7 separate regions of the Mus musculus genome follow, and all the other regions are linked to region 5. A link is a contact called in public ChIA-PET, HiChIP or PLAC-seq and promoter capture Hi-C data. All regions are on one chromosome and are shown on one strand. The core of a region is the stretch at or near the end of the contact, and the rest is flanking DNA. Distances in the headings are between cores, read along the strand shown. Region 1 holds the start of Cfb (complement factor B). Region 2 holds the start of Ppt2 (palmitoyl-protein thioesterase 2). Region 3 holds the start of Atf6b (activating transcription factor 6 beta). Region 4 holds the start of Neu1 (neuraminidase 1). Region 5 holds the start of AA388235 (expressed sequence AA388235). Region 6 holds the start of Slc44a4 (solute carrier family 44, member 4). Region 7 holds the start of Stk19 (serine/threonine kinase 19).

What was found. Promoter capture Hi-C pulls out the DNA fragments that hold promoters and counts their contacts. ChIA-PET counts read pairs in DNA pulled down with a chosen protein or histone mark. HiChIP or PLAC-seq counts read pairs in DNA pulled down with a chosen protein or histone mark.
Region 1: a contact with region 5 is called in an HNF4G HiChIP or PLAC-seq map of pancreatic cancer cells. The contact joins the promoter of Cfb here to the promoter of AA388235 in region 5. A contact is called at or near these places in 3 of 39 promoter capture datasets (embryonic stem cells, hippocampal neurons and liver) and 2 of 115 datasets of contacts at active chromatin or transcription factors (memory CD8 T cells and pancreatic cancer cells).
Region 2: a contact with region 5 is called in a FOXA1 HiChIP or PLAC-seq map of pancreatic cancer cells. The contact joins the promoter of Ppt2 here to the promoter of AA388235 in region 5. A contact is called at or near these places in 1 of 39 promoter capture datasets (embryonic stem cells), 1 of 484 Hi-C or Micro-C datasets (cerebellum), 3 of 115 datasets of contacts at active chromatin or transcription factors (bone marrow-derived macrophages, memory CD8 T cells and pancreatic cancer cells) and 1 of 9 other capture datasets (embryonic stem cells).
Region 3: a contact with region 5 is called in a promoter capture Hi-C map of liver, with 3 times the contacts expected there. The contact joins the promoter of Atf6b here to the promoter of AA388235 in region 5. A contact is called at or near these places in 1 of 39 promoter capture datasets (liver) and 6 of 115 datasets of contacts at active chromatin or transcription factors (acute myeloid leukemia, astrocytes, bone marrow-derived macrophages and 3 more).
Region 4: a promoter capture Hi-C map of embryonic stem cells shows a contact between it and region 5, with 2.5 times the contacts expected there. The contact joins the promoter of Neu1 here to the promoter of AA388235 in region 5. A contact is called at or near these places in 2 of 39 promoter capture datasets (embryonic stem cells and hippocampal neurons), 1 of 115 datasets of contacts at active chromatin or transcription factors (astrocytes) and 1 of 9 other capture datasets (adipose tissue).
Region 6: a FOXA1 HiChIP or PLAC-seq map of pancreatic cancer cells shows a contact between it and region 5. The contact joins the promoter of Slc44a4 here to the promoter of AA388235 in region 5. A contact is called at or near these places in 2 of 39 promoter capture datasets (cranial neural crest and liver), 1 of 115 datasets of contacts at active chromatin or transcription factors (pancreatic cancer cells) and 3 of 9 other capture datasets (embryonic stem cells, liver and pancreatic islet).
Region 7: an RNA polymerase II ChIA-PET map of memory CD8 T cells shows a contact between it and region 5, with 8 read pairs. The contact joins the promoter of Stk19 here to the promoter of AA388235 in region 5. A contact is called at or near these places in 2 of 39 promoter capture datasets (embryonic stem cells and liver), 1 of 484 Hi-C or Micro-C datasets (B cells), 2 of 115 datasets of contacts at active chromatin or transcription factors (bone marrow-derived macrophages and memory CD8 T cells) and 1 of 9 other capture datasets (liver).

The regions. Positions count from the first base shown.
Region 1 is chr17:34,861,176-34,863,875 of GRCm38.p6, forward strand. It overlaps Cfb (complement factor B), which reads right to left and starts at 1,339. Exons shown (of 18, transcript NM_008198.2): 1 at 877-1,339; 2 at 556-789; 3 at 1-38. The coding sequence starts at 937. C2 (complement component 2 (within H-2S)) reads right to left here. Exons shown (of 18, transcript NM_013484.2): 14 at 2,688-2,700; 15 at 2,449-2,540; 16 at 2,170-2,299; 17 at 2,004-2,053; 18 at 1,427-1,856. The coding sequence ends at 1,683.
Region 2 is chr17:34,626,140-34,628,839 of GRCm38.p6, forward strand. It overlaps Ppt2 (palmitoyl-protein thioesterase 2), which reads right to left and starts at 1,296. Exons shown (of 9, transcript NM_001302396.1): 1 at 1,186-1,296; 2 at 666-856; 3 at 320-473. The coding sequence starts at 848.
Region 3 is chr17:34,645,840-34,648,539 of GRCm38.p6, forward strand. It overlaps Atf6b (activating transcription factor 6 beta), which reads left to right and starts at 1,307. Exons shown (of 18, transcript NM_017406.4): 1 at 1,307-1,477; 2 at 1,821-1,900; 3 at 2,380-2,458. The coding sequence starts at 1,375. It overlaps Fkbpl (FK506 binding protein-like), which reads left to right. Exons shown (of 2, transcript NM_019873.3): 2 at 1-978. The coding sequence ends at 464.
Region 4 is chr17:34,929,960-34,932,659 of GRCm38.p6, forward strand. Neu1 (neuraminidase 1) reads left to right here and starts at 1,294. Exons shown (of 6, transcript NM_010893.3): 1 at 1,294-1,588; 2 at 1,957-2,149; 3 at 2,607-2,700. The coding sequence starts at 1,448. Slc44a4 (solute carrier family 44, member 4) reads left to right here. Exons shown (of 21, transcript NM_023557.3): 21 at 156-477. The coding sequence ends at 277.
Region 5 is chr17:33,980,118-33,982,817 of GRCm38.p6, forward strand. AA388235 (expressed sequence AA388235) reads left to right here and starts at 1,375. Exons shown (of 1, transcript NR_033305.1): 1 at 1,375-2,700.
Region 6 is chr17:34,913,032-34,915,731 of GRCm38.p6, forward strand. It overlaps Slc44a4 (solute carrier family 44, member 4), which reads left to right and starts at 1,435. Exons shown (of 21, transcript NM_023557.3): 1 at 1,435-1,489. The coding sequence starts at 1,456. It overlaps Ehmt2 (euchromatic histone lysine N-methyltransferase 2), which reads left to right. Exons shown (of 27, transcript NM_145830.3): 27 at 609-1,042. The coding sequence ends at 789.
Region 7 is chr17:34,835,528-34,838,227 of GRCm38.p6, forward strand. It overlaps Stk19 (serine/threonine kinase 19), which reads right to left and starts at 1,376. Exons shown (of 7, transcript NM_019442.3): 1 at 1,250-1,376; 2 at 903-1,039. The coding sequence starts at 1,349. It overlaps Dxo (decapping exoribonuclease), which reads left to right and starts at 1,492. Exons shown (of 7, transcript NM_001163770.1): 1 at 1,492-1,689; 2 at 1,866-2,227; 3 at 2,374-2,609; 4 at 2,699-2,700. The coding sequence starts at 1,872.

The DNA of each region.
Region 1 (2,700 bases), core at 89-2,588, 880 kb after region 5:
CCCATTTTCAAAGTCCTGCGGTCGTGGGCAGCGTATTGCTTTAGGAAAGACAGGTAAAAGTCACTGAGCGCTGTTTCTAGGTCCTTCCTGGTCTTAGAAATCCTGTGACTGAGAAACAGTACCTGCCTAGTCCCCTCAACCCTACTGTCCCGCCTCTTGTGTTATGGGACTATTTTGTTTGCTCTGAGGCAAGGTCTCATGTAGCCCAGGCTGGCTTCCAACTATGAAGCTGAAGATCGTTAAGCTCCTGCCCCTATGTCCTGAGTGTTAGGGCTGCAGGCACGCACCACACCTGCTTCATGCAGTACTGCTTTGTGCATGGTAGGCAAGCACTCTACCAACTGATCTACATTTCTAGACCCCCTTTCTGGTTTTCTGAGTATTGTTTTCACTGCCCGAGGAAAGCCTCCCATCACACACCTGCAGAGGTGTGCCTGTGCTCAACCAGCCCACGGGTCAGACTGCCAGTCTCATAGCTCTCATCTTACCCAGCACTGAACAGCCTCCACCCCACTCTGCCCAGCTGCCCACTGCCCACATCCCCCAATCTCCAACCTCTGCATTCCGCCTTCTGGACAATCTTTTGGTCTCGGGTCTGCAGGTCGCTCCAGGAGCCTGTGGATCTGCAGGTTCGAGTCTGCACGGGGTATGGGTAGAAGCCAGAGGGACATAGGTACTCCAGGGCCTGACCGCCTTGGAGAAGTTGAAAGGAGCCGCCTTTGATCTCTACTCCCTCCAGAGAGCAGGAGACTTGGGGCCGGGCCTCAAGCACTGGAGTTGCGCTCACACCTGAGGAGAAAGTCTAGTGAAGTCTGGCCCCAGAAGGCCAAAGACAGATGCTGGGGACAAAAAGAGGATGGAATATCCTTTGCTTACCTCCAGAGGAGAAGCCTAAGACCAAGAGGACGAGGCAGAGCTGGGGGCTCTCCATTGTCATGGAAAGCACCAGAGAGTCCAGTGGCCCAAAGCCCTCTCCAGGTCACTCTGGGTGCCTATTTGACCTCCTGTCCAAACTGAAACCCAAATGCTGGATCTGGCTACACCCCTTTCCCACTGTCCCCTAACCTTTTATGCAATCTGCTCTGGCATCTGCAGCCTGGCCAGCCTACCCTGCGCACGCAGCCACTGCTTCCCGGAACATTCATGAAGGAGGGCCCCAGCTGAACTGCCAACTGAGGAAACAGAAACTATGTGAGCCCCACCCTTGACTGACCAAGGGCCAGAACTTCCCTTTCAAAGCTCCCTCTTAGCCCCCAGACCCCTCCTAACAAGCACAGACCACCACCTCCACTACCCCCAATTTAAAAGATCAGTCTTTCCATGGACTGTGTGATGGAGCAAAGTCCATCCACTGTTTGTGCAGCAAGGACTCTGACCTTCCTGGAATCTTCCTGGCCTCCCCACCCCCCAAGACATAAGACAGACAGGATGTGGAAATCATTGATTTTTATTAATTACATAACTGGGAAATTCCGTGTGAAAGCAAAAGGAGCACGGGTCATCCACACTAGAGAGAGACTTGCTTCACAGGTGGCACAGAGGTCCCGGCACAATCCTGGGGATTCCCTAGCTTTTGCCACTGTCTCTGGGCTCCCGGGGCCCAAGATTTATGTATCCAGGAGTGAGAACGCTCAGAGGTATTAGACAGGAAGTTCAGACTAATAAAGGAGTCAGTGACCATGTTAAAGTGGCAGAAAGTCCAGGACACCATCCAGGTGCTGCCTCAGCCAGGGCTGCAGGCGGAAAAGACTAATGTGGAAGTCCCTTGGCAGAACACCACGTGGAGGTTTCTTGCGCAAGTTTTTGTTGGAGGAACCATGACAAGGGTCAAAAAGACCCCAACTCACCAGGCCCACCTGGAGGGAAGAGACAACAGGGTGGAGATAGTGGTGGCCCCACTCTAAGCCTCGACCTCTCTGGTTCCTCTCAAAGGCCTCCCACTTGCCCCCAGCAAGAAGAACTTGTGCCCTGGCAGGGAGGCCCCTCCGGGTCCTGCTTCTCACCTGGAAGAACCTGTATCTCCGTCCAAGGAAAACGGCTCCCCCAGATTCTCCTTCAGGGAAAGAAAAGACAGTATTGTCCAGAACAGTACACTAGCATTTGGAGTGCTTGCTAACCGGTTACAGGGACACCGTAGCCTTCTCCCTGGAAGTCCAGGATCAGACTAACCTTTGCAAGGATTGTCATCTTCCTCCTCCATCCCACTGCATAGGAACTGGTCTGTCACCACCTCGCTAACGTTTGTCAAGCTGGGGAAGATGTTTTTGTTTTGGGAGACAGCCTGGATACACCTTGTCCACTGCGGTGTGGGGCATAGGAGAGAAGAATGAGGACATTCCAGGAGACATTAGGCAGACCTGTAAGGTCCAAGAATCGAGACTCCAGGCAGGGCTGGACATTCTGGGAGCTGCCTCCAGGGTATCCCAGCATCCCTTACTAAGCTCTCACCTCAGGTCCTGTCCTGAGGTTGATGTTGAGTCTGTTCCCATTCAAAGCTACAAAATGTGCAGGAACTTTCTGCTGTGACAGAAGTTCTGTCTCTGCCATTGGGGAGAAGTGGGTGTTGGTACAGATTTCTTTACTCAGCTTGAGGACTGCAGCCCGGTCCCTGCTGGCACTCTGCAAGAACCTGATCCCTGCAAGCTCTGGCTGCAACCCACCAAGAACCTCAAGCCTCCAGCACTCACCATGATCTTTACA
Region 2 (2,700 bases), core at 46-2,545, 650 kb after region 5:
CCATCTCTCCAGCTCCGAAAGGGTCTTAAGAATAGCCACTGGAGTGATCCTTACTTCCTGTCTCTCAGAATCCCAGGCCTCCGATACACTCCATTCCAGCACGGGTCACAGGTCACATGATGGAGCCATGGTGCGAGTTTAGGCCTCTGACCAACTGAAATGCTTTTAGCTGCTCTGTAATTCCTTAAATCTAAGAACCATGGCCAATGAGCACAGAAGGAACCCTCCCTCCCACTCAGGACACAAACGCCAGAAAGTAGGCCTTAGATAAGGGTCAAGCTCAGACGGGGGTTGGGAGTTAAGAGTGTGCGTTGCTTACCCTGGGAGTAGCAGATGAGGTGCACTCCTTCAGGGGCCTTTTCCATGATGGGGACCACAGCCTCTCGGAACCCTTGTACCTGTTCCCACAGGGGCCGCAAACTCTCTCTGCCATCGAAGAGATCAAGCACTGTCACCACAGTCCCGGTGTGTGTCTGTGGGAAAGGGGCAATGCGGCACTAGGTTGGACAAAGTGTATTCACTGTGCTTGCAGGAACCCCCATCCCTCAGCTCTCCCCGTGCGGGGAGCAGTACCCTGAAAACTAGCCTAGAGGGGCTGGCTGTCTTTCATCTGCCCACGCTTCCTCCCCCAGCCACTTTATATCCATTCAGTATCCCCCACAGACCTCATTGATATAGTCCAGCAGGTGGCGGAAGCTGTATGAACTGTCAAAGAGCCCGTGCACCACGATCACGGGCTTGTAGGACCCGCGGTGGGCTGCGGGGGCTGCGGGCATCAGCAGCGGCAGGAACGGCAGGAGAAGCAAAGCCCAAGCCGAAGGAAGCCTCTGCCTCCATAGCCCCGGCATGCTCCCACCTGAGAAGGAACGAGAGGCCGTGAGGGAGACGACGCCTCTCCACTCCCAACAGACTCACAGCAAGCAACTCTCCGGCCTCCGCTCCTACTCCTGGTCCGTATGAGGGAAGGCTACTTTTAACTTACTCCATCCAGATGGCTCGGCACAAACACCTACCACCTCCATGCACCAATGCTCACCCTAAGTCCCGCCCCCAACTTGGCGCCCAAGGGACTTTGTCCCAAGGCCCAGGATCTCCCTTAAGCATCACCTCGGCCATTCACTACTCTGGGATCTGCAAAGGCCGGGGAACAGCGGCCCAGGACACACGGAGAGTGGAAACTCCCACCTGGTCTGTGTCTGGAGGCTTCGTTCCGCCAGCTGTTTACTTGTACCTAGTCTGTAATCCACCGGATACGGGGATAGGGGGACAAGGAGAGCGCGCAGTGGGATGACGGACGGGGCGCGGGGGGGGGGGGGGGGGTGCTGCTCGGGGTCGCGCAAAGCCGTCACGTCCGGGACTTTCCCTGGCAACAGGGCGAGCGTCCCCTGCAACGCGGACAGCGGACCGGAGGGGCAATGGAACATTCCATTGCACCCAAAGAACTGGGGAGGAAATAGACAGAGCGATCCATTTAGCCGGATGGGGAGAGGCAACAGCAGAAAAAGATAATACTGGGTTTCTAAAGAAGGCATTCCTAGGCTTCAGCTGCATCCAGCCACCCAGGGGTGCAACTTCCCCTCCTTAATGCGGCCCACTTTCCAATCCAGGCTGTCTGGCTTCGTAGCAGAGCCCAAGAAAACGTGCGAGGGGGGAGGTTAGGACTGACGAAAGGCGACTCCCGCTTCTATCGCTGGACGCCAGGCTTGTGTTAGGCCAGAGTGCCAGGCCGATCACAGCTGAAGAGCCCCTCTTCCCACTCCTGCCTGCCCTCCCGCTCCGGATCAGCGCCTTACAACTCTTCACTTTGAAGTGCGTGTTGTGCCCTTGTCTCCGGAGACGCCGAGAGTCCTCCAGGCCCCTCAAGTGAAGTGCAGCCTGACCCAGTTTCTCTGGCCCTACTTTTATCTCCGCATTCACGACCCACCCTCCCGGACCCACCTTATATGGGCGTGGGGCCCCGTGGGCTTCAAGGACTCACCACAGGATTTCCACCAGTCTTTCAATCCTGAGCGACCCCGACAAACTGCTCCTCAGATCCCTGCGGGCTGCTGGCGACACAAACCCTGCCAGTGCAGGCAGACTTCCTCCCCGCTGCGGGCGCTGGCACCACTCGGCCTACCCGTGACCCCTACGGCGCGCCGGAGTGCCAGGGAATAGCCTTTATCCGTCAGTGCTTTTACTTAGCAATTAAATAAGTTTGCAGGGTTTCTGAGCTTCAAGGCCTGTACTCAGGGACTTTGTTTAATCTGAACTTAATAAAACCAGAAGCGTGTATTGAAGATGGTGTGGGAGGGATGGGTCCAAGGTTCCCTCTGATCCATGCACGGTTGAAAAACCAGAACCACCGGTATGAGGCCGTGGGTAAAAATTTCTCAGACCTGGAACGGGCTCAAGCCAGGGCTTTGGAGACTGCTCTCCAGGACGCCACCAGAGGGGCTTTGTCCTAGAGCAACTGTCTCTGGAGAGAGTTGGAAAATCCTAAAGGGGTGTTTCTGATTCTCCTGCTAGGTTTCTGCAAAAAAGGCTCAACTGGTGTAACCTCTGTAGAGGGCCTATCCTTACCCCACCTCCCCACCCACGCCCTTACAAGACACAAAAAGCAAATAAAAAGAGTGGAAGTCACCGCTGTGTCTTGGGTTGACTCCGGGGGTGGATCTGCGTCTTGGGGCAGGAGGAGGGGGGAGAGAGGGAGTGCTTTAA
Region 3 (2,700 bases), core at 57-2,556, 670 kb after region 5:
GGGACTCCTGGGAGATGGAGGCTATGGAGAAGGAGGCTCTGGCCAAAGAAGAACACAGAAGGGGTACAGAACTGTTTCGAGCTGGGAACCCTCAAGGGGCTGCCCGATGCTATGGACGGGCTCTCCGACTGCTGCTGACGTTGCCCCCACCCGGCCCTCCCGAACGAACTACCCTTTATGCCAATCTGGCTGCCTGCCAGTTGCTGCTAGGACACCCCCAGTTGGCAGCCCAGAGCTGTGACCGAGTGCTGGAGCGGGAGCCGGGCCATTTAAAGGCCTTATACCGAAGGGGGGTTGCTCGGGCTGCCCTCGGGGACTTGGAAAAAGCCACTGCTGATTTCAAGAAAGTGCTAGCAGTAGATCCCAAAAACCGTGCAGCGAAAGAGGAGCTGGGGAAGGTGGTCATTCAGGGAAGGAAACAGGATGCAGGGCTGGCTCGGGGACTGCGCAAGATGTTTAGCTGATTAAAGGAGACAGGAACCCGCGAACTGTGGTCTGTGTTGTGGAATTTTCAAGGGCCCCGAAGGAAGTTGTTTGAACTCGTATCTCGTTCTGACCTACAGGGAGTTAGCGACGGTGTCAGTGAGCCACTTGGTGGAGGGAGTCCCGGGAAGCGTATCCACCTCCGAGGATAGGAGAGGTTGTCTATTTGGGACTGGCTGTGGCAAACGCCAGAACTTCCGGATGTCAGGGAGTTGCATCCCAGGGAGGTGGAGTTACAAGTGGTTGCGTGTCGCCAGGTGTGGGTGCTGAGAATGTAATCCAGACCCTTATAAGAGCAACAAGCACTTTCCTTTTGGGTGGGAGGGTTTGAGACAGGGCTTCTCTGTGTAACAACCCTGGCCGTCCTGGAGCACACTTTGTAGACCAGGCTGAGATCCGCCTGCCTCTGCCTCCTGAGTGCTGGGATTAAAGGCGTGCACCACTACCGCCTAGTCGCAATAAGCAATATTAAACTGCTGAGCCATCTCTTATCCTAAATGCTGGAACTTTGCTCATTCGTTTATTCATTAATAATTCATTCATTATGCGTGTGCCTTCATGAGTTTATGGGCACCACATGGGTGCAGATGTTTGCGGACAACTGCTCAAGCATGAACACTCTAGCCCAGATGCCGGAACCCTAAGTGCTAGGAACTACATTTCCCACAATGCTAGTTTCTGGGGCCTGTACGGCGCACGCACAGTCTCGCCTGGATCGGTAAAGCGGCTGACCCGTGCCATTGGCCCGGCATGCACAGTCATTGCTCCTTCGTGTCACGTGTTCACCAACTAAGCCTCTGACTGGTCATCAGGACTTCCGGGACGCCGGTTTTCCTCAGCGAGCTCATGGATTTGCCGCGGCCGGGAGGAGGCGGGCCGGGGAGCCGGCTCATGGTGGGGGGTGGGGGGAAGATGGCGGAGCTGATGCTCCTCAGTGAGATCGCCGACCCGACGCGCTTCTTCACCGACAACCTGCTGAGTCCGGAGGACTGGGGTGCGCGGAGTGGGGCCCCGGGGGAGGAGCGGGCTGAGGCTCGCCATGGGCCCGAGGCACGCGGGAAGGCAGCAGAGGGTGAACGAGGAAGGCTGGGCGGACGCCGAGCCCATCCTCCGAGGGAGAGCGCAGCGGGACTCGCGCTTCCCCGGGATGCGGGAGGAGGGAAGACCTTGGTCTCCCGTGGGAGCACGGGGCTGCCCGGGGTCAGGGGAGAGGGGCTGGACGCCTTAGGGTGTAAGGCTGAGCGAGTGGGCGGGCGGTGGGTCTGGCCCGGCCGAGCCAATGAGGGATGGAGCCGGGGCTGGCGTGCCACCCTCCTGACACGCGGGCCTCCATGCAGACAGCACCTTGTACAGTGGCCTGGATGAAGTGGCCGAGGAGCAGGCACAGTTGTTCCGTTGCGTGGAGCAGGATGTCCCGGTATTGCTACCTCAGAGTTTCTCTTATGACCCTTGGTGGTGGGAGGGCGACCCCAAACTTGGAGTCATTGCCAAGCCACAGAGCTCATCAGGGTGTCACCCCTGCTCATGTTAAACTCGAAAATTTCGAGGAGAAAGACCAGTTTCAAAAGTCCATTGGTCTAATTGGCTCAAGTTTTATTTTAGAGGCGCACCCGGGACTAGCCAACTAAGTCAGGATTTTAGAGAGCAGCCCCTTCTGGCCTTTTGGGATCCTTCTTATGGGGTACAGATAAAAGACTGACAGCTGTGTGTCTACAGGGGCGAGAATAGGTGGTTAGTGGTTGTTAGTAAAATACAACGAAAGCAAAAGAGAAACATTTTTTTCTGTAAACTATGGAGCCTTGACACAGTGGGCGTCTTAATTTGCAAGCTGTGTCGCTCCTGTTTTGCTGTCGTACTTTCTCACCTTCCTGCCCGCTAATATGTCCCACTGCTTAGTTTGACAGCAGCTCTCTGGATGTGGGGATGGATGTCAGCCCCCCTGAGCCCCCTTGGGACCCTCTACCCATCTTCCCAGGTAAGGCGCCCTTAGGATTCCCCTCATCTTTCCAAATGCCCTTCTCTTCCCACTGCTTCCCAGAAACTAACATCCCTGTGTGCTCCTCCCTGTGATCCCTGGGGTGTTGTCTGCCCTTACTCTCCTGCCCCACCTCAGCACCACGCTACAGGCAATGCTAGGCTCTGCTCCTCCGTTACTCATTTCTGCAGTGTTGGTTTGGCACAGGCAAGACATGGTCTCAGCCCCGAGCCTCGTCCCCA
Region 4 (2,700 bases), core at 44-2,543, 950 kb after region 5:
CCTGGTCTACAGCCAGCCAGGGAAGTTGTATCAAACTGCCTGAAGTGGCCCGGACAGGAAACCAGGATGTTTGGTTTATACACCCCAGATTATTTTGGGGTACAGTGGGGTGCCATTATCAGGATCCACCCTGACGGATCTACTTTGCCTCTCAGTCGAGGACCTGGAGAGAAATGATGGTTCCCAGGAGCGGCCTTACTACATGCCCAAGGCACTCCTGAAGATTCTGGGCAAGAAGAATGAGGCACCTACAGGGGGAAAGACCAGGAAGAAGTGAGAGACTCATCGTGACCTGGAAATGCAGCCCTCCTGTACAGAAGCCCTGCCGTCAATGCCTTGAGAATCACGATTTTGTAGAAAACAGATTTTATTAAAGACTAATATTTTATATTCTTGATAAGTTTATGGCTTTATTTTCAGTGAAAACTTGCTTCCTTTTTTTTTTTTTTTAATTAAAATCCAAATTGCTATCACACGATTCAATACCCAGTAAGAAAAACTTGTTCGGTGACTGAGGCCAGGAGACTGGGGTGTAACTCAGCTGGTAGAGTTTGCCTAGCATGGAAGGGTCCCCGGATTCTGTCTATAGCATAAGCAGGGCTGGGACACATGCCTGTAATCGGTACTTGGGAGGTACAGGCAGGAGCACTGGAATTTCCAAGTTATCTGTGTCTGTTTAGAGACAGAATTTTTCTGTGTAGCCCTGGCTATCCTAGAACTCACTCTGTAGACCAGGCTGGCTTAGAACTCAGGAAGGAGGGTGGCTCTTTTTTCATTCATTCGTCGCTTTTTTTTTTTTTTTTTTTTTTTAGCTTTTCAAGACAGGGTTTCTCTGTGTAGCCCAGGCTGGCCTCGAACTCAGAAATTTGCCTGCCTCTACCTCTGCCTCCCAAGTGCTGGGATTAAAGGCGTGCGCCACCACGCCCAGCTGCTTATTATTTTTAACCTAGTGATTCTAATCAGTGTTAGTCATGTGCTTAAGGGCATTGGGGTCATCCACTGGGACGTGGGGTACCATGGGCACACTCCTAAAGAAAAGTGCCTTTCTCTCCCCTAGCAGCCATCAACTGCCAAGATCTCCTCAGCTAGGAGTGGGGCTTCCCAACCCTAGGGACTCATACAAACTAGGAAGGTACTCTACCAACTGAGTCATATGCCATCCCTAACCTGTCTCTTCCACAAGGGGTCAGTGCCTTTCATAGCCGCCGGTTGCTTTAAAACACGCCCCGCCCCTTTCGTCACGTTCTGGCGTTAGAGCCAGTCAAAAGGCTCACACAGACTGGGGCCGCCTCTGGGTCACATGCTGATGGACTAATTGGAGTCGCGGCAGCGCGGGCTGCGGCCCCCAAGGGGAGGGGTCGGAGTGACGTGCGCGCTTTTAAAGGGCCGAGGTCAGCTGACGGCTTGCCACCGGTGACCAGTTCCTGGACAGGGATCGCCGGGAGCTATGGTGGGGGCAGACCCGACCAGACCCCGGGGACCGCTGAGCTATTGGGCGGGCCGTCGGGGTCAGGGGCTCGCAGCGATCTTCCTGCTCCTGGTGTCCGCGGCGGAATCCGAGGCCAGGGCAGAGGATGACTTCAGCCTGGTGAGCCTTGCTGCACCTGCAGAGGTGGCCACTGCCCAGCTCGGCCATCCCTCCGCGTGACACTCCTGCCCCTCCATCCCCTCCCAACACCTTTGCTTCCTTGGGCCCCTGGCTCAACTGTTATGGGGTCCTGCCCCTCATCCCTGAAGGTTCCTTCTCCCCTCGCAGCCTCTCCTTGCTCAGGAGCCTCCAGGTTCGGCCCATACTATCCTCTGGGCTCCCACCTCTTGTTCTAGGACACCCTTCACCCCTACTCAGGCTCCCCATTACCCTCTCTCATGGGAACCCTGGCTGGAGCCAGTACCTATCGGTCTTAGGTACCTTAAACCTCGTGAAGCTTGTCTGCATTGAGGTGTCCTTCTGCGCAGGTGCAGCCGCTGGTGACCATGGAGCAGCTGCTGTGGGTGAGCGGGAAGCAGATCGGCTCTGTAGACACTTTCCGCATCCCGCTCATCACAGCCACCCCTCGGGGCACGCTCCTGGCCTTCGCTGAGGCCAGGAAAAAATCTGCATCCGATGAGGGGGCCAAGTTCATCGCCATGAGGAGGTCCACGGACCAGGGTAACAAAGGCTCCCGGGTGGAAAGAGCGGGTGCTGGGTTGTATGGGTGATCGGGGTAGGGAGTTGGGGGTTCCCTTCATCAATGGAGCAGAGCCGAGCAGACCCCGGGGACCACTGAGCTGCTGGGCTGGTTGGGGTCAGGGGCTCACAGCGATCTTCCTGCTCCTGGCATCCGAGGCCAGGGCAGAGGATGACTTCAGCCCAGAGATAGAACTTTGGGGCTTGAGTCCCTAATGAGTTAGGGAAACCAGAGGATGAATTTTGTCCATAGTTTCTGTAACTAAGAACCAAGGTACTGAAAATGAGAATTATGTCTCAGGGGAATTAGCAGGAAATAATGTCAGAGAAAGAAGAAACATGGTTCTGGTGCCACATTGAGGTCCCCGGGGAGAGGCAGGAAGTAAACAACAACCCGTACAATTTTCTCTCTGCTCTTTTTTTTTTCTTCTTCTTCTAGGTAGCACGTGGTCCTCTACAGCCTTCATCGTAGACGATGGGGAGGCCTCCGATGGCCTGAACCTGGGCGCTGTGGTGAACGATGTAGACACAGG
Region 5 (2,700 bases), core at 125-2,624:
CGCCTGTCTGCTGGGATTAATGGCCTGTGTCATCACACTTGGCTTTCGTTACTTTTCTACGACTATAAGACGTTGGGACCCCATCAAGTTGTGAATGTTTTTAATCTGTTCTCTACTTTCAGAGAATGTGAATCCATGACGGCAGAGGAAAGACATGGTACAAGAACAGTGTAAGCTCACACATCTATCTGCATACCAAAGGAGAGACACTGGGAACAGTGGGAGTCGCTCCTCCCCACCCTCCCATCAGTGCTTCATTGGCTTGCTCTCTCATGAGGTCACAGCTCAGTGGGTCAGCCATGTCCCTGCACTCACACTGGTCCTTGCTGTCTTCTGAGAGCACTGTCAGAAAGCACAGGTGTCGATCACACGTTGGCTTGTTCCAGTGGCAGTCGAGAGTTGTAGGCGTAGGACACAGTGTTCAAGGCGTCCTTGTAACGGTCCATGCATATGGTGATGCATTCCTGCTCAGAGTTGTCCAAGGAGCCCCAGGCTTCCTGATGCACTTCCTGAAACGCCTGTCAGTCATCTTGAGCAGCTCCTGCTCATGCGCAATGGCGGTCTGCACGTTCACCTGCTCTATAATGGTCCCTGGTCCAGCTTTCCGCAACCTACGCCATTAAAGTCCAGCCAGACCACAGGCACAGCCAAACGCAGGTGCCTGGAGCCTGGAAATGTTTAAAACCTCAATGCCCAGCCCAGTGACACTTCTCCAACCAAGCCACACCTCCAATCTTTCTCAAGAGTTCCATCTGCTGGATATGAAGGATTCATTCCTATGAGCCCGTGTGGCTGTTCTCATTCAAACCAGCATAGCGTTCACTATGAAATGGAAGAGACCAGCAGGGTTCTGCAGATGTGTCCAGTGCAATCTGACAGAGATACCCTCCAACAGGGGACTCTGCGGAGTTAGGTCTCCCCCTTTGCCTCTGTCCCCTCCTGCTCAGCCCCTCTCTGTCTCTGTCCTCAGGCCTCTCCCCATCAGTGCCCAGCTCCCCTCCCTCCTGAGCTATGCACTGACACTGTCTCTTCCTGGGCCTCTAGTTTCTCTCATGTGCTCAGCAGCAGGCTGTGGATCAGCTGTGTGGTTTTGATGTGAACATTCCAGTGGTGGCTGGAGAGATGGCTCAGAGCTGAGAGCACGTGTTCCTTGTTGGGAGCCGCCCCACATTCGCTGTCACAAGGTGGCGCTGACATCCTGTGTTCTAAGTGGTAAACAAATAATCTGCGCATGTGCCAGGGTACTCCTCCCCCCATGTACTCTGCCTTCCCCGTGACTACAACTCGGCCATGGGCTGCAGCCAATCAGGGAGTGATGCATCCTAGCAAAAATATAGTTCTCCTTAAAGAGGGAGGGGGTTTCCGCCATCTCTCTCTCGCTGGCATCTCTCTGGCTCTGCGCGCCTTGCGCTCTCTCGCTGCCTAAAGATGTAACAATAGGACTCGGCGCTCTGGCGCGCCCTCGCTCTCCCGCGCGCTCTGGCGCTCTGGCCCCATAAAGATGTAAGCAATAAAGCTTTGCCGCAGAAGATTCTGGTTGTTGTGTTCTTCCTGGCCGGGTGTGAGAGAACGCGTTTGTAACAGTTCCTGTTGCAGAGGATCCAGGGTGAGTTCCATCAGCACATGGTGGCTGTCAACCATCTGCAACTTCAGTTCCCAGGGATCGAATGCTAGTGCTAGTGCACATACATATTCACATACAAAAATGATTACATCTCATGACAATAAAATTTTAAAAATATGATTTGAAAAATACTCCTTCTCTTTCTCCTACACATCCAGAGTGTGAGGACAGGAGTGGAGGGCACAGGAATGTTTGGACATCACTGTCCCACCAGCCAATGAAGAGCGCTCTGTAACAGGACAGGAAAAGATGGTTGAAATAGAGTGTATTGAAATGACAATTTGTCAAAAAGCATAAAATTAAAAATACAGATGATATTTCATTTTATGAACCTACCATGCCCAGTGGGTCACAGCCTCATCCCAGGAAGAAGACACAGTGTGTGCTCATCTTTGCACTTGAGCTGATGTGAGTTTTTGATTCCCTATGAACAAGATAAATTCGACTCAGACGTTTGAATGCTAATTTGTAACAGCCCATGACATCCCAACATCCAGAGCATTCCTGCAGAGAAAGGTGTCCCCTTTCCCATCTTCCCTCCCACTGCAGACCCTCCAGAGTCTCACCTGTTGAAGATGAAAGAGAAGCATCGCATTCTTGGGCAACAGCGCCGCCTGGTGGAAGAAACAAAGAGGACAGCGTCTGAACCCACAGAGCTGAGGGTAAAGGGGATCCAGGCTGCTGAGCTGCCCCAGGGCCTCCTTCCTATCTGCACTTCTCCAGGGCTCTCAGGTCTCAGGCCGCCCTGCTCTCATCAAACTACATCCAGAAGAACTTTACGTGCTTTTCCAGCCGTGGGAAGAAAACTCCCTGTAAGAGGGGAGGCAGGAGGCAGAGCCATGGGTGCTAAAAGGAGCTGCAAAGCCCCAGAGAGCAGTTCCAGAACTCGGACAGGGACCATGGTGATGATTCTTTGATGTCAGCTACATGTGGGGTTAACTAAAACCTCAAAATGGAGGGCAGCATCTGTGAGGTGTTTTTGCTTAATTTGAAGTGTGAAAATCAATTTCTGATCCTTTTCTTTGAGGTAGGAAGACACAGGTGTAAACCAGAATATTTGAGCAGGAGCCCCTCCC
Region 6 (2,700 bases), core at 185-2,684, 930 kb after region 5:
CTTAGGTGTCCCTTGGAAGGCTTGTTAAAACTGTGTAAGGCAGGAGTAGGAACATACATTCATGATCACAGCACTCAGGAGGCTGAGGCAGGAGGATCACAAAGAGTCTGGGCTACAGAGTGAGACCCTGTGTCAAAACAAAACAAGAGAAGTCCAGGTTGCCCTGGTATCACATGCCTGTCATGCTAGTGTTTGAAAGAGCTTGAAGCAGAAGTACCTACAAATTCAAGGCCAGCCTGGGCTAACTACAGAGTTCAGGACAGCCAGGCCTATGTAGAGAGACCCTATCTTAAGCAAAAAACAAGAAGGGGGATGGGGGCTAGTGTGGGTTGGCTGGATGGTTGAGTATACTAGGCCCTGGGCAGGCTGCATCCCACTTCCCGCAGAGCCTCGGGAGAGTCTGGTCACAAGGCAGGAAGGCTAGAAGCCTGCATTTATGACAGTTCTCTGGGAGTGTGAGTCAACAGAGCCAACAAGGACCTGGAGTCCATCTGCAGGAGTGGTTGGGTGGAAGAAGGTGGATCCCTCAAGAGGGCTCCTGGGCTCTATGAGATGGGTTTGAAGTGTCTAGATCCAAGGGCCAAGAGCTCCTGTGTTTCCTCTGCCAGCTTTGACTACGGTGACCGATTCTGGGACATCAAGAGCAAGTATTTCACCTGCCAGTGTGGCTCTGAGAAGTGCAAGCATTCAGCGGAGGCCATCGCCCTGGAGCAGAGCCGCCTGGCCCGGCTGGACCCCCACCCGGAGCTGCTCCCTGACCTCAGCTCCCTGCCCCCCATCAACACCTGAGGACTCTTAAAATCCAGGCCGGGCACTGCCCTTCAGACATTTCTCCATCAGAGACCCCAGTAAGGCCTGGAAGGTCGATGGCCCCTCTCCCAGAGCTGGTTTCTCACTGGGAGTGCAAGTGACTTCAGGGCTGGCCTTCCCCACTGAGCCTGGCCTCAGTTAGCTGATTGAAGTTGGGCCTCTGCCAGCTGATTTTCTGTGTTCTCAATAAATGTTGGGTTTGGTAATAAACTGTCTGGTGATTGTTTCAGGACGATGAGGACTATGGGGCTGAGGGGACAGTTGGGTAGGAAGCAAGCTGTGGCTGTGGGGTGGAAGAGAACAGCTGTGGGGCACCCACTGGCCACAGGGGTTTAAGGAAAAGCAAATCACAACCTAGAGGTTTGGGTGTGCCACAGTTGAAGTACTCTAAACAATTATGCAGTGTTTCCTTATCAAAGTGCTCCGGTTTCTTCCTGCTGCGGTCCGTAGCAGACCCGGTAAGCAGCTCCTGGGACCCAGTTCTGAGCCCTGGTACCCCTGGGCTGGTCAAGAGTTGAGATCTGAAAAAGGAACTGTAGAGGACCACAGGCAGGGGCGGGGCTGTGACGTCTGGGAGGGAGGGCGGGGCGGGCGGCAGGTGAGCGGCTAGGTCTCCGTGGCTCCAATCACTCCGGAGACTGAGCCATGGGGAGAAAGCAGAATGAGAACGAGGCTCACGGTAAGGCTAGGGGCAGAGGCCCGGGCTCTGGAGAGAGGTGGCCGGGCTCTGCAGCCATGGCAGCTGAGGTTGGATCCTGACAGAGGAACTGGAGTCCTGGGTCTCTGAGGAGCGGCTACAGGAAAACAGGAGTCAAGGAAAAGAGACAGAATCAGGTCCTGGAAGGATGGTCTGAGCCGCCAGAAAGATCTTGCATACTAAATGGAACCTGGATGAGCAGGAGTTGGGGCTGGCGTCCCTGTGTGGCCAGCGGAGTGGGGAGGTCAGGCCTGGGCTGTAGGTCCCTGAGGGCAGAGCCCTAGCAAACAAAGCCTGTGTGGTTAGGAGGCAGGTTAGGGTCCCGATGCTCTGGACTTAGAGTCCAGCAGTGTCCTGCGCTGTGGTTGCTGGGGGGGGGGGTGTCTGTCAACCCACACCCTGTGAAGAGGCAGGAGCTGAGACTCCTGTTGGGATCTGTGTGAAGAGTTGGGGAGATGGGCCTCTGAACTAATAAAGTCCTTTGAGGAGTAGGGGGCTGGAACCCCAAACTTCTGCAGTCAGCCTGCTAGGATTCCTGTGAAATGGAGGGCCTGGGACCCTGAGCTGCTGGGGTCTGCATGCTAGAGTCCCAGAGGGGGGGGGGCAGGTACCGTGGACTAAAGGAATTCTTGTGAGAATTTGGGGTGGGACCCCGAGATGCTAGGGTCTGCCTGCAAGGACCCCTGTGAGGAGTGGGGCCTAAGGTGGAGAGACAACTGACACCTGCCTTCAGGTTTCAGTTGGGAAGAAGTGTGTATGTTGGTGTATCTAGAGCACTTTAAGTAATCGGGGCCAGGGCTGTGTGGAAGGGGAGGTCTGAGGGGAAACAGGGGAGGCCTGTTTCCAGAACTGCTGAAGTAAAGGGCTGGAAATCTTTCCCCCAGATCCTGAGACTGGACGGGGAAGAGAGAGGGCTGAGGGTTGGGCCTCCTCTAGGTGGGGCTGGTGTCCCCTAGAAGACCGAGTAATAGCCAGAGCACAGAAAACTTCCTGGAACAGCCTTGGGTCAATCATTGACCCTGTGTCTGTGAGCCCGGGTGGGACAGAGTCCAAAATGCCCACAAAAGAAGATACCTGCCCCAGGCTAGCCCACCCCTCAGCTGTCCCTCAGTGCCCACCAGGACCCTGGCAGCCTGGCCCCGCCCTGCCCCGCCCCCTCCCCTGTGTACTCAAGGAGGACCAGGAACAGGACG
Region 7 (2,700 bases), core at 126-2,625, 860 kb after region 5:
ATTAAGACCTTGTCTTAAAACAAAACTTGTGCAACTCTGAAAGCTTTTTGTTTAAAGAAAAAAAAAAAAACAGTTATAGAAAAGGAAGCACAGGGGCCATGGCCTGAGGAGGAGGTCAGAAGTCACCTGCAGGAATCAAGGTCAGAAACTCTGTAACAATATAAGGACAAAGCTAAGCAAGAAGGATCTGTGACAGCCTCTAAGGAGGAACTGCCCTAGTTAAAAGGAGCCCAGAGAGGTATGTAGCAGCAGAGAGCCGTTCACAGTGTTCTGACCTTCAACTCAGGCAGAGGTCTGAGAGTTCCTATAAAACAGAGACTGAAATCTGCCCACTGTGGATTTTTTTTGTGTGAAGAGACATGGCCCTGGCTTTCAATCGCCTTCTAAACTTGGCCACGAGGTTACATCACTCCTCTAGTCTCCCTAAGTATCTCATTTAGCCCCTATGCCTTGTGCACCACAGCCTAGAATGATCTGCAGCGTCATAGCCCACTGTCTCATACATCTATAATCTGCAACTCAGTGTACGCACATCAGGCAAGCAGCTACTCGGTGCCTCCCTCCTCTAGTCAATCCCCTAATCACTAACTGATCACTTGGGAAATCTGGGAATTAACACTAGACTCATCTCTCTCCTTCAGTCAATCTCTCTCACCGGTGACCTTCAGTACACCTTTGTCCGCGCTCACTAACCTTCTCTAACAGCCATCACCTGTCAGATGTGACATCTGCCTGCAGTTCCAAACCCCTGGGATTTGCTCTGCATTTGCCTTGGCCTAACGCCTGCTGACGGACGACTGAGTGTCTGAGCGACAGGGACTTGGCGAGTGCCCTCGAGGCTGCGGGTCGGAGGGCCGGGGCTGGTGGGGGGGGGACACGCCAAAGGTCTCCAAGGTGCTCACCAGTTGTAGGTCGGCCACCGTCCGGTCTGGCACCAGACTGTACACTTGGCTCCTCAGCGCGATGGGCGGCAGCGCATCCTCGAACAGCCCCCGGGGAAACAGCTTCACGAGCTCCTCGATGGCCTCGCGCGCCGAGCCTGTGGTGGAGCAAGCGCGTGGTCAGGTCCGGGTGGAGAGCGAGGGTGGAGACAGCGCGGAGGTTCGGACGCCCCAGCCCTCAGAGTCGCTGCCCAGCGCCTGGGTTGCCATGGTTACTACCCTAGGTCCTCCTCCTCCTCCTCCTCCTCCCCCCCCTCCTCCAAGGGTGGATACCCTCGGGCTTTCCGCGCCCAGGTTGCCATGGTTACCTGCTCTTGTTCTTAAAGGATCCGCTCTCACGGGCCCCGGCGCCCGCCTCCGCTTCACCCCAAAAGCCTCAGACGCCAGGAGCCGTCTCTTGCGATTCATAACCCGGATTTCAGGATTCCGGGAAAGGAGTCCCGAAGACCGCGTCTTCCGGCACAGAATAATGACGACGGGCCCTCTGGCTGGTCGTCTGAGTTTGATGACGAAGGCAGCCTCACTTCCGTCGCCCGCACCGCTGCTGATTGGCTCCCGACCAGAGCGCTCACTGGGGCGCGCCGAGGCGCGAGTGGCCCGCCTGGGTTCCCGCTCCGGTGCAGACGGACCTCGCCCACTCCGACGCTGAGGGCGGATGAGAGCGTCATCAGAAACAGCAACTCCGTGTTTGCATCCTTCTCCGGCTTCTGACGTGCGGCCCTGACGCCGTAGCCTCGAGGAGGTGGAGGTCGGTCAGGGTGGGGAGCTTTGAGGTAACCAAGTCTTAGCTTCAACCCCCAAACTCCTCAAGCTCGCCGCGTTCGTTGGTCCGTGGGTGGGAACGAGGCGCCCGGCTCCTGACACGCAGAGCCCAAACCTGGAAGCTCACTCGCTCCTTATCCACTGGAAACGCTTTCCTCGCAGGACCTCATGGAACCCAGAGGGACTAAGAGAAAAGCGGAGAAGACAGAGGTGGAAAAGCCTTTGCACAAACTCCCCCGGGCAGTCCCTTTACTGCGGACACAGCCCTCTCTGTACTCGGGACCCTTCCCGTTCTACCGGCGTCCATCCGAACTGGGCTGCTTCTCCCTGGACGCACAACGCCAGTACCATGGAGATGCCCGAGCCCTCCGCTACTACAGCCCCCCTCCCATCAACGGCCCAGGCCCGGACTTTGACCTCAGAGATGGATACCCTGACCGATACCAGCCCCGGGACGAGGAAGTCCAAGAGAGGTTGGACCATTTGCTGCGCTGGGTCCTGGAACACCGGAACCAGCTGGAGGGGTGAGCCCGGTGCAACGCAGAAGCTGACCTGGTGACCCGGCTTTCTCTTCTGAAGTTGGGAAAGCCAAATGGTCTTTAGTGGGGACTTTGAGTCAACAGAAGTAAAACTCGAGTCAGACCATAAACCCCGCATTCTTCCCTCCCAGGGGTCCCGGCTGGCTGGCAGGGGCCACGGTGACATGGAGAGGGCACCTGACAAAATTGCTGACCACGCCGTATGAGCGGCAGGAGGGCTGGCAGCTGGCAGCCTCCCGGTTCCAAGGGACACTGTACCTAAGTGAGGTGGAGACCCCGGCTGCTCGGGCCCAGAGGCTTGCACGGCCACCCCTCCTCCGGGAGCTCATGTACATGGGCTACAAATTTGAGCAGTACATGTGCGCAGGTGAGAGTCGTCGCAGCCGTGCGGTCCCTCTCCCCTTCCACAGAGGTCGAGATCCCCTTCCTCTGCTGCTGCCTTCTCTTCTTGTGCAGAC